Linked DNA regions of Mus musculus: region 1 is linked to region 2. A link is a contact called in public Hi-C data. All regions are on one chromosome and are shown on one strand. Each heading gives the region's core, a stretch centred on a gene start, on an enhancer-like site or on the middle of the called end of the contact. The rest is flanking DNA. Distances are from core to core; before and after follow the strand shown. Region 1 has its middle 19 kb from the start of Ppp1r21. Region 2 has its middle 11 kb from the start of Gm23947.

Region 1 (6,912 bases), core at 483-2,982, 100 kb after region 2:
AGTGTACCATCAGTGGCCAGATGGAGCTGCTCGCAGAGGATTTCCTCCTGGCCTGCCAGGAGCCCTGCCTGCCTGGCCTTGGGTCTGGGGCGGGCTTCCTGTAAGTCTTTCCCAGCGTGGTAGATGGACAAAGGCAAGAGATGGAGCCATTTGACTGCGGGCCAGCCTTTGCTTTCCTGTTTAGCAATGGAGGCATTTTGTAAATGATTTTCTTTTTTTATTTTTATTTTATTTATTTATTTACTTATTGGTTTTTCGAGACAGGGTTTCTCTATGTAGCCCTGGCTGTCCTGGAACTCACTCTGTAGACCAGGTTGGCCTCAAACTCAGAAATCTGCCTGCCTCTGCCTCCCGAGTGCTGGGATTAAAGGCGTGCACCAACACGCCCGGCTGATTTTTTTTTTTTTTTAAGAACAAATTGTGGAAGCATGCAGAAAGTGTGTTTGTAACTTTCAGTGCTATTATTGCTATTATGTTGCTCTCAGCCCAAATCTCCTTTATCATGCTCAAACGATCATTTTTTCTGTTAACCAAACCGTTTGACTTACATCTGTCGTTCTAGGAACATTGTCATCCATCACAAATACTTAACTGCAGATAGATGTTTATATTTCCATTTTTAAAGCTCATTTATTGTATATAGCTCAGTCTAAATAACCGGAACTGTAATCTCATAAAAGCTAAAAATGAAAGGGAATTTGTAAAATTTATTTTGCAAGCAAATAAGGTGTAAAAATATTATCAAAAATTTTCACAGGGATGTTGTGGGATCTCTATAAAAACAGCAACTTTTTTTTTGGCGTCTAGCTAGCATGTAATAAATGAAGTCACCACAAAGTTTATACTTCCAGAAACAGGCATGCCCTCAAAGACATCTCTCTCTCTCTCTCTCTCTCTCTCTCTCTCTCTCTCTCATGCGAGTGCGTACATGCGCTCTCGCTCAGAGTCCTATACTAACGAATCTCTGTGACCCAGGCCCAAGTCCTGAGCGCTCTCTGCAGCACACCTATCGCAGAGCCCTGTGTCTAGTTCTGTCTGTTGGTTTGTCCAATGCTGCCTTGGTACCTGCATCTCTTTGTTTCCTGTTCCACAATAGGTTACAAGCTTACAAGCACCACTTTCCACAGTGTTCTCTTCTTCCTAGAGCTTCGTACTCTCCCCAAAACTTTCCTTTAACCTTGGCGCCTCCCTGAATCGTTCTCCTCTGTACTCCACCATCAGTCTGCCAAGAAATCCAGGTGTATTCAGTCATGCCCAGAACCTGCTAGCTCCTCGGGGCCTCCTCTACCGCTCACCTCTGAGACTGTCTTATTCCCCCACTACCAGACTTCCCTGGAGCCGGGCTTCTACCCTACTGTCTCCTTTAGTCCCCGCAGGCTCTGCCCTCAGCACTGCAGCAAGTGTGACCCTGTATCAGGAGTCAGACACTGTCAGCATTAGCCGTCCTGAGCGGCTGAAGCTGGGAGCTGATCGCTCCTAGATCTCTGCTCAGACTTTACACCTTTACATACACCGGTGCCTGGTGGAATCAGCAAAGCTGCAAGCTAGTGCTTTGATTTCTCTTTTAGAGCCGCGTTTCCCAGTAGCTGGCCACTCCCACAGTTACCCCCTTTGGAACAGTTCAGAAAGCCTGCCCATGCCTTCTGCTTCTCTCTCTTCCTTGCCTGTGCCACGCCAGTCCCTCCCTTTGCTGTTCCCCAAATGTGCTGCACACCCTCTGCTCCCAATGCCCAGGGCCCCGCCCCCAGGCGCCTACACCTCTCATCTGTGAGTCACCATTCAAGAGTCACTTCTCCCTCTCCAACTCCCCTGACCTCTTCCCCTTTCTACTGCCAACAAAATTCTGACTTAGTGTAGCATGCATCACTAGAATGCCCCTCCAGGAGGTCAAGTATTTGACTGTCCTCTGTACAGCTGTGTCCCATAGCTCAACCCAGTGTCCCTCGGTAAGCCACTCATGTACCCACTGACTGGGGGACCAGATCAGTTCCCATCTCCTTTGTAATCTTGCCAAGCTCTACACTTCTCTCCACCACGGGAGCGTCTCACTCACTACCCAGCCCCGACTGTGGCTGTATATGAATTCTTCAGTACCTACCTCAGTGCCCAGTGCACATGACAGCCAGAATTTTTTTTATATTATATATTTTTTAAAGATTTATTTATTTATTATATGTAAGTACACTGTAGCTGTCTTCAGACACCCCAGAAGAGGGCGTCAGATTTCGTTATGGATGGTTGTGAGCCACCATGTGGTTGCTGGGATTTGAACTCCAGACCTTTTGGAAGAGCAGTCGGGTACTCTTACCCACTGAGCCATCTCGTCAGCCCGACAGCCAGAATTTAATTATCACAGTCCTCGTGATAGCACCGTTTGGATGGCCCGGAGTGGGCAGGGATCAGGAGATTTGGAGAATGTGGGACAAAAGATGGTGGTCTTCTGTAGTCTCAGCTTTGAACATGACAGGTATATTCTCTCTCTCTCTCTCTCTCTCTCTCTCTCTCTCTCTCTCTCTCTCTCTCTCTCCTTCCCTCCCTCTCTCTCCTCTCTTTCTGGATAGGGCTAACCTAGAACCCACCCCCTAAGTAAACAAGGCTGTCTTGGAACTCACAGAGAGCCACCTGTCTCTGCCTCCCCAGTGCTGGGATTGAAGGCGTGACTACAGAAAGCACCAGAAAGGGGAAAAAAAAAAAAGTATCCTTTGTCGTGCTCCTCCCAATCTCTCTCATCAGCTGTCATTCCTGTCTTTGCGAAGCCTTCCTCTCCCTTGCTCCCCAGGCCTGTTTTGTACACAGAGGCAGTGCCTCAGTGATGAGGGGCTTTCAGAAGGTTTCTTGTTCTCAAATACTTTCTTACATCCCAGCGCTGCGATCCTTGGGGTCTGTTTGCACAGTCTCAGGGGAGAAAATGACAGACGTGGAGGATATTTTTAATTTTCAAATGGCTTTATGGGGGTTCAGTGCTTGCCTGGCATAATGATCCCAGCACTCAGGGAGGCCGGAGTTATAAGTCACCCTTAGATTTTCTTAGAGATCCAGGCTAGCTGGGCAAATGAGTGTGTATCAAAAAAGCAAACAAGTCGTTATGTCCCTTAGAGTTTAGTGAGAGTCAGAAGTGTGGGGATGTATGACTGTAGTTAAAGCTTAGACAGAATTGCTGGGAGTCCGCAAAGCACCCTTAACCTGAACTCACAGGGTTTGGGAGAGAGCGTTGGATGTAGCTGCTTCATAGAGAAAACCGGGCAGCCGTCGGTGGAGTGGGGGTGCGGGCAAGGGGTTAGAATCCACACTGACTGAATTGTACGGATCTGGGGGACAGCGGTCAGACTGAGACAGGCCTTCAGCACCCCGTATTTCCAAGGGCTTTCTTGAACAGGTTGGAAATAGCCCAGGCAAATCGCATTGAGAAGGGTGCTTCAACTCTCACCCTCTCCTCCAGCCCCTTGTCCTAGTCTAAAAGCCTTGCTTGTGTTTCTGAAGGTGGCCCGGAACTCGCTGGGTTCCAGGAAGAAAAGGCCGAGGGGGCTGCAGCGTCTGGTCTGTGACCCCTTACTGCTTTGGGTCTGTTCATCCCAGCCACAGGTGCTCCCCGCCCCCAACGCTGCCCAGGCCGCCCAGGACAAAGGAAGGGTTGTGCCTGCATAAGAGGGCTATTTGCCTCCTTGCCCAGCCATCACGTGAGGACAAAGGGTCCACACCCTAACTCAGCTGAAAGAGTGCAAAGTGTCCCAACACGCCCTGCAAAAGGACTTACTGATTTTCCAGTTAAGAATTTGCCTAACCTGTTCTGTTCAAACAGGCTAATTGTTTCCTGAAAAAGATGAAGTCACTAGAGAGACGTGCCTAAACAATTGCTACCAGTGGTCATGGGCGTGCCTCAGATTGGTAACCAGTTTCAGGACTGTCACCTCAAGTGGCTGCAAATTTGGTGATGGCGCGCTCCCTGGTGGCAAAATGAGGTTATACCAGGCAGAAAACAGCTTGAGAAAGCCAATGGAACGGAGACCTTGAAAATAGGGAAGAGGGGCGATAGGTTTGTGGGACGTTTGTGGTTTTCTTTCTTTCTTTCTTTCTTTCTTTCTTTCTTTCTTTCTTTCTTTCTTTCTTTCTTTCTTTCTTTCTTTCTTTCTTTCTTTCTTTCTTTCCTTCCTTCCTTCCTTCCTTCCTTCCTTCTTTCTTTCTTTCTTTCTTTCTTTCTTTCTTTTTTTTTTTGGTTTTTCGAGACAGGGTTTCTCTGTATACTCCTGGCTGTCCTGGAACTCACTTTGTAGACCAGGCTGGCCTCGAACTCAGAAATCTGCCTGCCTCTGCCTCCCGAGTTCTGGGATTAAAGGCGTGTGCCACCACGCCCGGCTTGTGGTTATTTCTTAATAAATATCTGTTGGCTGGGCTGGGGCATTGAGTGGTTAGTGGGTGGACCGGTGGTTCATGCCTGCCATCCCATCCAGCTCTTGGACCATGGAGTGAGGAGTCGTCAAGGCTAATCTTGGCTTTTACAGCAAATTCTAGACCAGCCTGGGACTCAAAACCGACCAACAAAAAAATGAAATATAACCCACCAGGTGTGTGGATTTTAATAATAAAAGTGAACAATCTGCCCAAAGCCGAAGCAGAGAAGGGGTCTCTAGTCTGATCGACATTACTGCGACTGAGTCTCCTGTATTCCGAAGACTTTTTTTTTTTTTTGGCTGTGAAATTTTTAGAATAGACACTAGAGAAAAGTGAAAATAACTATTAGGCCCGTGTGTCAGAACATGGAGTTTGGCACACCCCAGTTTTTGCCACTCCCCTTACTCCCGTTTCCTTCTTCCCTGCACAAATGTAACCCATGTGAGTATTATGTTGCTTTACCTTAAGGCTGTGGGATACGTTGTTGGAATGGAGGGGCTTTTCTAGCACACTTCGCCACATCTAGTATACACTAGAGTGGTCTACTGGGGTTGCACTCTGCTCACCTTGGGATTTTCTTCAAAATGTTTCTCAATTGTTTGTGGGTCCCAGAAGTCCACACAGCACTGTGTTGCTCTGTCTCTTAGTTCTGTGCCCTGCCTCTCTCTCTCTCTCTCTCTCTCTCTCTCTCTCTCTCTCTCTCTCTCTCTCTCCTTTTCTCTTTCACCCATCCTTCCCTCCCTCAAATAACACTCCCCTACATACACTGAAACACCCAGCTAGGGTTTGCAGGCTAGCTCAGCAGGTAAAGCCACTTGCTGCCAAGCCTGCTAACCTGAGTTCCATCACCGGAGGGCCACATGGTGGGAGGAGAGAACAAACTCGGGCAAGATGTCCTCTGACCTCCACATGAGTGCCTATAGGACACACACATGCTTATCCCCACACATAGACACATAGATAAATAATTGCTATACATTTTTATAAACAAACGCGTAGTCGTTCCACACACGGTTGGATGAATTTTGACAAGTGTGCTGCAACTGATCCTCTTTCTTCCCAGGCTAAAGAACATGTCCATGACCGCACAGAGTGGCCCCTATGACACTCAGTGAACACTGTTCTTGGTTCTTTTGCTGGGTGTCTTGCCTGCTCTAAATCCCATATTAAGAAGGTCATTGCAGAATGCTGTGTGCTGCTTTTCATACTCTACATGATGCTTTGAGTTTCCCCCACACCGTGGTTCATTCTTTTCTGTGGCTACATTGTATCCTATCCATAGATATCCACTGCTTGGCAGTTAGACTGCTTCCAGGTGGAACTGCTATAAATCAAAATGCTCTGTCTTTTCATGTGTCTGTCTTTGTGTGCATGTGTGTGTGTGTTCACATGTGTTTGTGTGTGTCTATGTGTATGTGCATGCAAATCTGTGTGTACATCTTGTTTTTTTGTTTTGTTTTTCAAGACAGGGTTTCTCTGTATAGCCCTGGCTTTCCTGGAACTCACTTTGTAGACCAGGCTGGCCTTGAACTCAGAAATCTGCCTGCCTCTGCCTCCCAAGTGCTGGGATTAAAAGCGTGCGCCACCACTGCCCGGCTACATCTTGTTTTATTGTAACAAAGCATCTGAGTGCTTTTGTATCTTTTTGTGTTCTCACTTCTCTTGGTCTTCCTGCTCCTCTCAGATAACTGGTCACAGTATCTGTAACGCTGTAAGAAAACCCTATACTCTTCCTCACCTGAGACACTTCTTGTTCTTCCTCTACTGCAGATGTGTAGTAGTTTACTCCTCTACAGAACAACCTCTTTATGGTGTCCTTCTAACCCTGGGTTTCCTGTGAACTGTAGATCTGAAGCCCAGGAGAAATCCTTTGGTGACAGCACCAGAGGTGTGCTGTTGTATAGTTCTTCCCCATACCACAAGCCCTTCAGTGCTGTCTTAGCCAGTGTTCTATTGCTGTGAAGAAACAACAGCAGCTCTTCTAGAGGAAAACATTTACGTGGGGCTGGCTTCCAGTTCAGAGATTTAGTCCATTATCGTCATGGTGGGAAGCATGGTGGCGTGTGGTCAACATGGTGCTGGTGAGGTAGCTGAGAGTTCTACATCCTAGTTGGGATGTAGAAGGAAGAGAGTGAGACACTGGGCCTGGCTTGAGAATCTGAGACTTCAAAGCCCACCCCCAGTGACACAGTTCCTCTAACAAGTCACACTTACACCAACAAGACCATACCTCCCAAGAGTGCCACTCCCTGTGAGCCTAGGGGGGCTATTTTCATGCAGACCATCACACAAGGCCTAGTTGCTGTCCCTCAGTTCAGACACAGATTCATAGGCCAGGATGGTGCCCCATCCCTGCCCAACTCCCTGTCCCTAATGGACTTGTCAGCAGTGGTATTAGATGGCCTCAGCCTTCAGTCAATTATTCTGTTAAAAATTATAAAACAGTGGTCTTAAAAAAACCTACCACTTTTCCTGCTTCTGCTTTTAAAAACTTCCTTTCTCAACTTCTTGGCGTTTAGGGAA
Region 2 (6,776 bases), core at 3,723-6,222:
TAATCTAAACGCAAACAGAACGTGCCATGAATAGAGTCCTTCGTTATCTTGCGGAGTCTGTGACAGAGAGGGCAACCAGTGTGCTTCTGTTTTCCTAGCACAGGCAGGACTTACACTTTGTAAAACCCAGCTCTTCATTTTCTGGTTGAAAAGATGATTGTAGAACAGGCCTGCCAGGGATTGGAGGGCATGCTGATTTATTGGCAATTAAACCTGCAGGATTTCTGCGCTCTCCTCAAAACAACATCTCTGCAGCCATTCAGCCAGGACAATCACATAGTGGGTTGTCTACTAAAAGACAGAGTCTTTCTGTTAGCACAAGATGGATACAATTGACTTGGCTGAGCTTAGAAAATTACTGCTATTTTCTGTGCAGATTCTTGTATCCTCTTCAAACCACCTCAGCCCAAAAAATTACCTTGTTAGTCAATTTAACAAGGCAGAAAGAATCACACCGAGTGATAATAACTCAGTGTGGAAGTGTAAGAACCCTTGTAAAATAACAGGATGGCCTCCCTTAAATAGAATGAAAGTGTGGCCAAATTCATATCATCTGTTTCTTCCCTTTGGCTTTTTCCAAATGATGACAAGTTTGGGCTGCTTCAGGATGTGACACTCACTGAATTCAATAGCTCTTATCCACTCCACACCTACAACCCAAATGACTTAGATTAGCTGCCTAGAACGTGGACATCTTGTATACACTGATGGTCCTGCAGGTTTCCGTATGTCCTACAGACAGGTGACAAGCCGTTTTATAGGGTCACGATTATGGAATCTTAGCGATAACTGGCAAGTAAAGAGAGTTGTAGCAGCCCCTGCCTGTAACCCCAATACTGGGACGTCTGAGGCTAGAGAATTGCAGTGAGTTTAAGAACAGCTTGGGCTACATACAAGAGCCTGTCTCAAGAGAAGAGAAGAAATGTGGGCAGATAGGAAAGAGAAAGAAGGGAATCCTAAAAGTAGGTCAGATGGAATGGGGACGAGGAGGCAGTCATGAGCATCCCCGCCCGCCCAAGCCCACCTGCCAGAATGAATCTGATTATACCTGAATTGGTTCTCCTCGGAAACAGGACTGTGGCCACTGTGCACTGTGTGTCCTGTTGGACGGCACCATCTGTCTCAGACACAAGCTTGCTCCCAGCATCTCCTGCTTTCTCTGCCCCCCTGCTGGCTGCGAGGGTAAGGTCTCACTGTGCCATCCATCCACTAATCCGTTCTCTAAATATTTATGGGTACTTTAATACACGATAATTTCAGCTCTAAGCCCTTACTCGCTCTATAGCATGGCTCTGCAGTGCATAAACTATTTTATTAAATAGTTGGATAAATTTTAAAATTAAAGCAGTACATATATTTCTGGGAAATATCAAGAAATTTGAATGCACATGTAATCCTAACAAATACTGTTACATATTTCACTGTGTATCTTTTTTGATTTTCATTTTTACCCCTGTTCTTTTAACTTGAAAGATTTCAGTCACATAAAATATTAGAGCTTAATTAAAAAAAAAAATTCCTCCAGCCCATTCCCTATAACATCACACAAGCCGATAATGTCCCTTTCATGATTCTTTCTGTCCCCTGCTTTTTCTATTACATTTATTTGTGTCTGTATGTGTGAGTGTGTCTATATGAATGTGTGTGTGTCTGTGAATGTGTGTGTCTGTATGTGTATGTCTGTCTGTGTGAGTGTACGTAAGGGTTGTTAATATGTGAGTATGTGTGAGAGGGTATGTCTGTGTGTCAGTAGGTATGAGTTTGTGGGTCAAAGTGTCTGTGTGAGTGAGTGTTTATGTGTGTGTGTGTGTGCGCAAGTGTGTGAGAGTGTATGTGTGTGCACATGCACATTTTGCAGTCTTGACAATTGAATCTGGGGCCTCATGTTTCATGCATCCATGGTATATGCTCTGCAACTGAGCTTTAACCCCCAGCCCTGTTTTGTTAGACTCTAAAACTTAAAATGACTATAGTCTCCTGCGATTAATTTTTATGTTTATCTTTTGAGATAGGGTTTCACTTTAGTCCAGGCTGTGATCTTCCTACTAAGCATCTCAAGTATTGTGATTGCAGGTATGACTCACCATCACTCCTGATTGCAGTTTGCCTTTTTGGGAGGTGGTACTAAAATGACTTTAGAACAAGTATGGTCTAAGCAAGGAGGTTAAACATGTAGGCTAAGGAAAGAACGATGTTTACGATATGAGAATATGTACCTGCGAGTGTGCGTTTCTGAAGGGACTGGCTTGCTCTCTGCTTCAGTCCCTCACCTTTCTTGGAATTATTTCCTTTGCCATCTGTAGCTCTACTGCATTCCTTTTCACCATTGTGTTTTAGAGACTCTGATGGAAGAGTTCATGATAATTCACTTATTAACTCTTCCATACACTGCAGCTAGTTTGTTCCCAATACATTGCTAGAAACGGGGCGATTGCCAAGCACGGTACTTTATACCTGTAATAACTACTTTTGACAAACCGAGACAGGACGACCCTGGCAAGTTTGCTGTCATCTTGGATTACGTATCATGTTCCAGACCAGCTTGAAAACTCTAATTAATCAATCAAGTAATCAGTCAATGTCTGCCCCTATCCATTTGCACACATAAAGGTAAATTTCTTCAGAGTACACATTTGAGAACAAAATTAATCCGAAAAATATGTAAATTACTTGAATATTACCAAATGGTCTTTCAATGTGATGTGTTAATTTGCACCCTTTTTAGTAATGTTAGCATATTAGATTTTTTTTATGTAGAGATATATAGGTCTGGGGATGTAGCTTAGGGATAGTGTATCTAGTTGACCTGTGCTCAATCATTAGTACCACAAAGAAGAAGGACAGCCATGCCTGCACTCACATTTGTCACTTGTGTGGCGTGGGCATCGTGAATGTGTCCGAGCTCAGAATCCCCAAGCCTGGATGTGCTTATTTGCATATCTTTCCACAGCCCATTTCTGTTCATTTTCCTAACTCTCAAGTCCTACAGACAAGTCCTCCACTGCTCTCTAGTTCTGCTTGCCTTCCTCGGCTCTCCTGACTGCCCTTTACATCCCCTGGTGTAGTCAGTGTTTCAGGAGCCCATGCTGTGGTTGTAAGCCATGTCCTCAGCCAGGGCTACCAGCCTCTCCCCAGGACCCTGTACCACATGCATGTCCAATTCCTGAGAAGACGGACAAAGATGAGACGCTTGCTTTTCCTCCCAGGAGAGGCCTTCCTGGTTCCATAGCAGCTTCCCAGGAGCGGCCCTCTTCACTCATTTGGCAGTTGCAGTGCAGATCCACCTGTGTGTGTGAGAGAGAGAGCGTTCAATTACACTTTCAGTTTCAATGACTGTATGTTTTCACTTTTGTACACAGGGTTGGATGTTCCAGCCACACAGGATGTGTGTGATGACACATAGGCAGGAAGTAAGTAGACGGGAGCTACATCAGGATGTACGCTTGCCCCCATTGGATGAAGGTGGGAGTACAGAGCCTTATAAAGCACACTGATTTACCAATTGGGATGAACACACACTCCATCCCAGCTTTTCTCCTCTGCAGCTATCCTAGAAAGACTGCCTCTGGAGAGCCCGGCTTTTCTTTCACACTTTCCTAAGGACAACGGTGAATACCTTAGCTGATCTTCTTAAGCCTACTGTAAGTGGTAAACTATTCTTTGGGGAAAACCGTAGTCATATTACCCCTTCCTCTGAGATTATCATAGACATGGTCACATACAGGTCAGGTGCCTTTCTTTTCTTTTCTGATCTCCAACTCACCAGCCAAGGAGAACCTTGAACTTCTGCTCCCCCTCTGCCTCTACCTCCAAAGACCTTGGATTAGAAGTATGCATCACCGCACCAGTGCTGGGTATGGTCGTAATAGAACCCAGGGCTTTGTGGATGCCAGGCAAGCAGGCTCTCAACCGAGAGCTACACCCCCCATCCAGAGGTTATATAAAACACCCAGCTACGTGTTTGTTTTGAGACAGTCATGTACACCAGGCTAGCCTTGAACTTATGAAGTGGATGAGGCTCACTTTAACCTCTGAGTCTCTTGACTCCCTAAAGCACCACTACACCCGCTGCCTTTACTTTTTTTAGTTCTCTAAAAACAAACAAACAAACAAACAAACCTTTTGATACTAATAAGATTACAGCGATGAGATCCAGTGTTAATTTCACTGAGTCCACATCAAGGTAAATACTTCAAGTGGCAGAATTGCTCAGAAAAAGATTTTTTTTTTTAAACTGAGAAAGTTCTTAGAGCACTTCAGCCGCTATCTTAACCCCCTGCCGAATTTAGGTACCTTGAGGAAATAATCATTCATTAGGAAGTGTGAGAAATGTCGTAGGTTGATTCTGTTTAAATGCCAATTAGCATGAACGAGGGGCATGCAAATACCACCGCCAGAGAGGCCAACCCAATGTGGAATTATTTCAGAGCAATTAATTCACTTCCAAGCTTCTAGTATTAGCACCACCTTATTTCCCTTGTGTATTCAGACAAAGTGTTTTTAAAAATCAACCAAAAACTGTGATGCTCTGCCAACAAGATTCTAGAGTGAAAGACAACCCCCTAGTCAAATGTAAATTGTAGCCGCATTAGTATGCTAATGAGCTAACAGATAAACTGTGGGTCAAATTTTCCCTTCCTCAGCTTAAATAGCCCTTGAAAAAGACCTCTTTCTAAATGTTTACGGAACCTAGGAGCAGCGGCAATTAAGGTTTATTATATGAAAATTATCTGTTCAGCGATATGAAAAATTAATAAAGTCAGACACGGTTCCTCCTAATGACTTACAAATTGTGGAACAGCGTGATATGGAAGAGGCAGACCTACGGATGCGAAGTCTTAGGAAGTTCTTCAGTAGCAGTTCATTTTGTTTGAAGATTTAAACGGGAGTCAGGGAGAAAAACAGTTCTGAAAAGGTTGAAGGTTGAACCTTTTGCAGCAGGAAGTGAACGGTGGTTAGAGACGATCGGTTTTCTCTTAAGCACAGTCAGAGGCTTCTGGGTGAAGCGACCCCATCACCTCCCACCCTGAAGGAAGCAGTCCAATGCTTTATAGCCATTTCACCTTCCTAGCTTCTATCTCCCCACTTTCCTATTATACATGCCTTAAAACCTGAATGCCGGAAGCTCTCAAGATGGCTCAACGAGTAAAGCGCTGACCGCTGAGCCTGATGAACTGAGTTCGAGCCGTAGGACCCATGTGGTGCAGGTAGAGAACCACTTCTACTTACATGTGCTGTCCGCGCGCGCGCACACACACACGCACACGCACACCGTGTATGTACATATACACGTTTGCATTTAATTTAATTTAGGAAGAAGTCTGATTGTTTTGTAGCACTCAGCTCAGCTCCTTGCTCCCAGGTCTGGTTTAAGAAAGCGACCTGGGAGCTGGTGAGATGGCTCAGCGGTTAAGAGCACTGACTGCTCTTCTGAAGGTACTGAGTTCAAATCCCAGCAACCACATGGTGGCTCACAACCATCCGTAATGAGATCTGATGCCCTCTTCTGGAGTGTATGAACACAGCTACAGTGCACTTAAAAAAGAAAAAAAAAAAAAAAAAAAAAAAAAAGAAAGTGACCTGGAGCCGGGCGTGGTGGCACACGCCTTTAATCCCAGCACTCCGGAGGCAGAGGCAGGCGGATTTCTGAGTTCGAGGCCAACCTGGTCTACAAAAAGAGTTCCAGGACAGCCAGAGCTATACAGAGAAACCCTGTCTTGAAAAACAAAACAAAACAAAAAAGGAGGAGGAGGAGGAGGAGGAGGAGGAGGAGGAGGAGGAGGAGGAGGAGGAGGAGAAGGAAGGAGACCTGGGGGAACTTCATAAACAACTGGCATAAGGAATTTTAAAGCCCTGCTGATGACTGTAACATTTAAGAGATGCTGAGAACTAATGTCCTGAGGGTGTTGCTTCCACAGGACTTGCTATCAGCTTCTTTTCTCCTCCTTCCTTCCTTCTTCCCATCTTTCTTCCCTCCTTCCTTCCATCTTTCTATGTGTAAAGGTGAATCTGAATCATATGTGATTGATCTTTCAGTGAGCATTCCCCACAGTTGACCTTCCTTGCTGATGTCACTAGAGGCAGGAAGGTAAATGAACTGAAAGAAGGGAGTGAGCCTCTGCGAACAGAACAGCCAGTGACTAGATAAGCCTCATAAACCTGGATTTCAGCTCGCCACACAAAGTGCTCTTGTGATTTTGACCTGAAGCCAGTTTTCAGGTTAGTCTGCTGACAATCAAACCACAAGCCCACAATACTGCACTGGGAGCCACTCAGAACAACACAGATCCGCAGGCTGCAAACCCGGAAGCAGGACACCCCCTTTTTTTTATTTTTCTTGTTCATTTTTTTTAGATATTTGAATAGAATTTCATTATGTAACCCAAACTGACCACAAACTCCCAGTGATCCTCCTGACTCTGCCTCTCAAATGCTGAGATTACAGGTGTAGGCTATTCTCAATCCTCCTGCCTCAAGTTTCCAAGTATTCTGATTACAGGAGTGTACTAACATGCCTAATTCCTTAGCTCAAAATATAGTTATTATAATATTTTTTCTGTCCTTTTTTGGTGTTGCAGAATACCAGACTACTAGGTCTGTCTGTCTATCTATCTATCTATCTATCTATCTATCTATCTATCTATCTATCATCTATCTGTCTGCCTTTCTGTCTGTCTTTCTATCTACCATCCATCTATTATCTATCTGTCATCCATCCATTAATGTATGTACCTATCTATGTATGTATCATCTATGTATGTATGTATCATCTATGT

What was found. A called contact is a pair of places that touch in the nucleus more often than the background predicts.
Region 1: a contact with region 2 is called in a Hi-C map of embryonic stem cells, with 3 times the contacts expected there. The contact joins two enhancer-like sites. A contact is called at or near these places in 4 of 39 promoter capture datasets (embryonic stem cells, fetal liver, neutrophils and 1 more), 1 of 15 datasets of contacts at CTCF or cohesin (embryonic stem cells), 21 of 484 Hi-C or Micro-C datasets (CD4 T cells, CD8 T cells, CD8 central memory T cells and 10 more) and 7 of 115 datasets of contacts at active chromatin or transcription factors (bone marrow-derived macrophages, embryonic stem cells and memory CD8 T cells).

The regions. Positions count from the first base shown.
Region 1 is chr17:88,507,544-88,514,455 of GRCm38.p6, forward strand. No RefSeq gene overlaps it. Among named protein-coding and RNA genes, the nearest start is that of Ppp1r21, 19 kb to the right of the region's middle. Within about 2 kb of position 1,733, at least 115 of the 459 cell types and tissues checked have an H3K27ac peak or open chromatin away from gene starts, as enhancers often do. A contact at or near this core is called in CD8 T cells, embryonic stem cells and regulatory T cells, where this site is marked.
Region 2 is chr17:88,400,164-88,406,939 of GRCm38.p6, forward strand. No RefSeq gene overlaps it. Among named protein-coding and RNA genes, the nearest start is that of Gm23947, 11 kb to the left of the region's middle. Within about 2 kb of position 4,973, at least 25 of the 459 cell types and tissues checked have an H3K27ac peak or open chromatin away from gene starts, as enhancers often do. A contact at or near this core is called in CD8 T cells, embryonic stem cells and regulatory T cells, where this site is marked.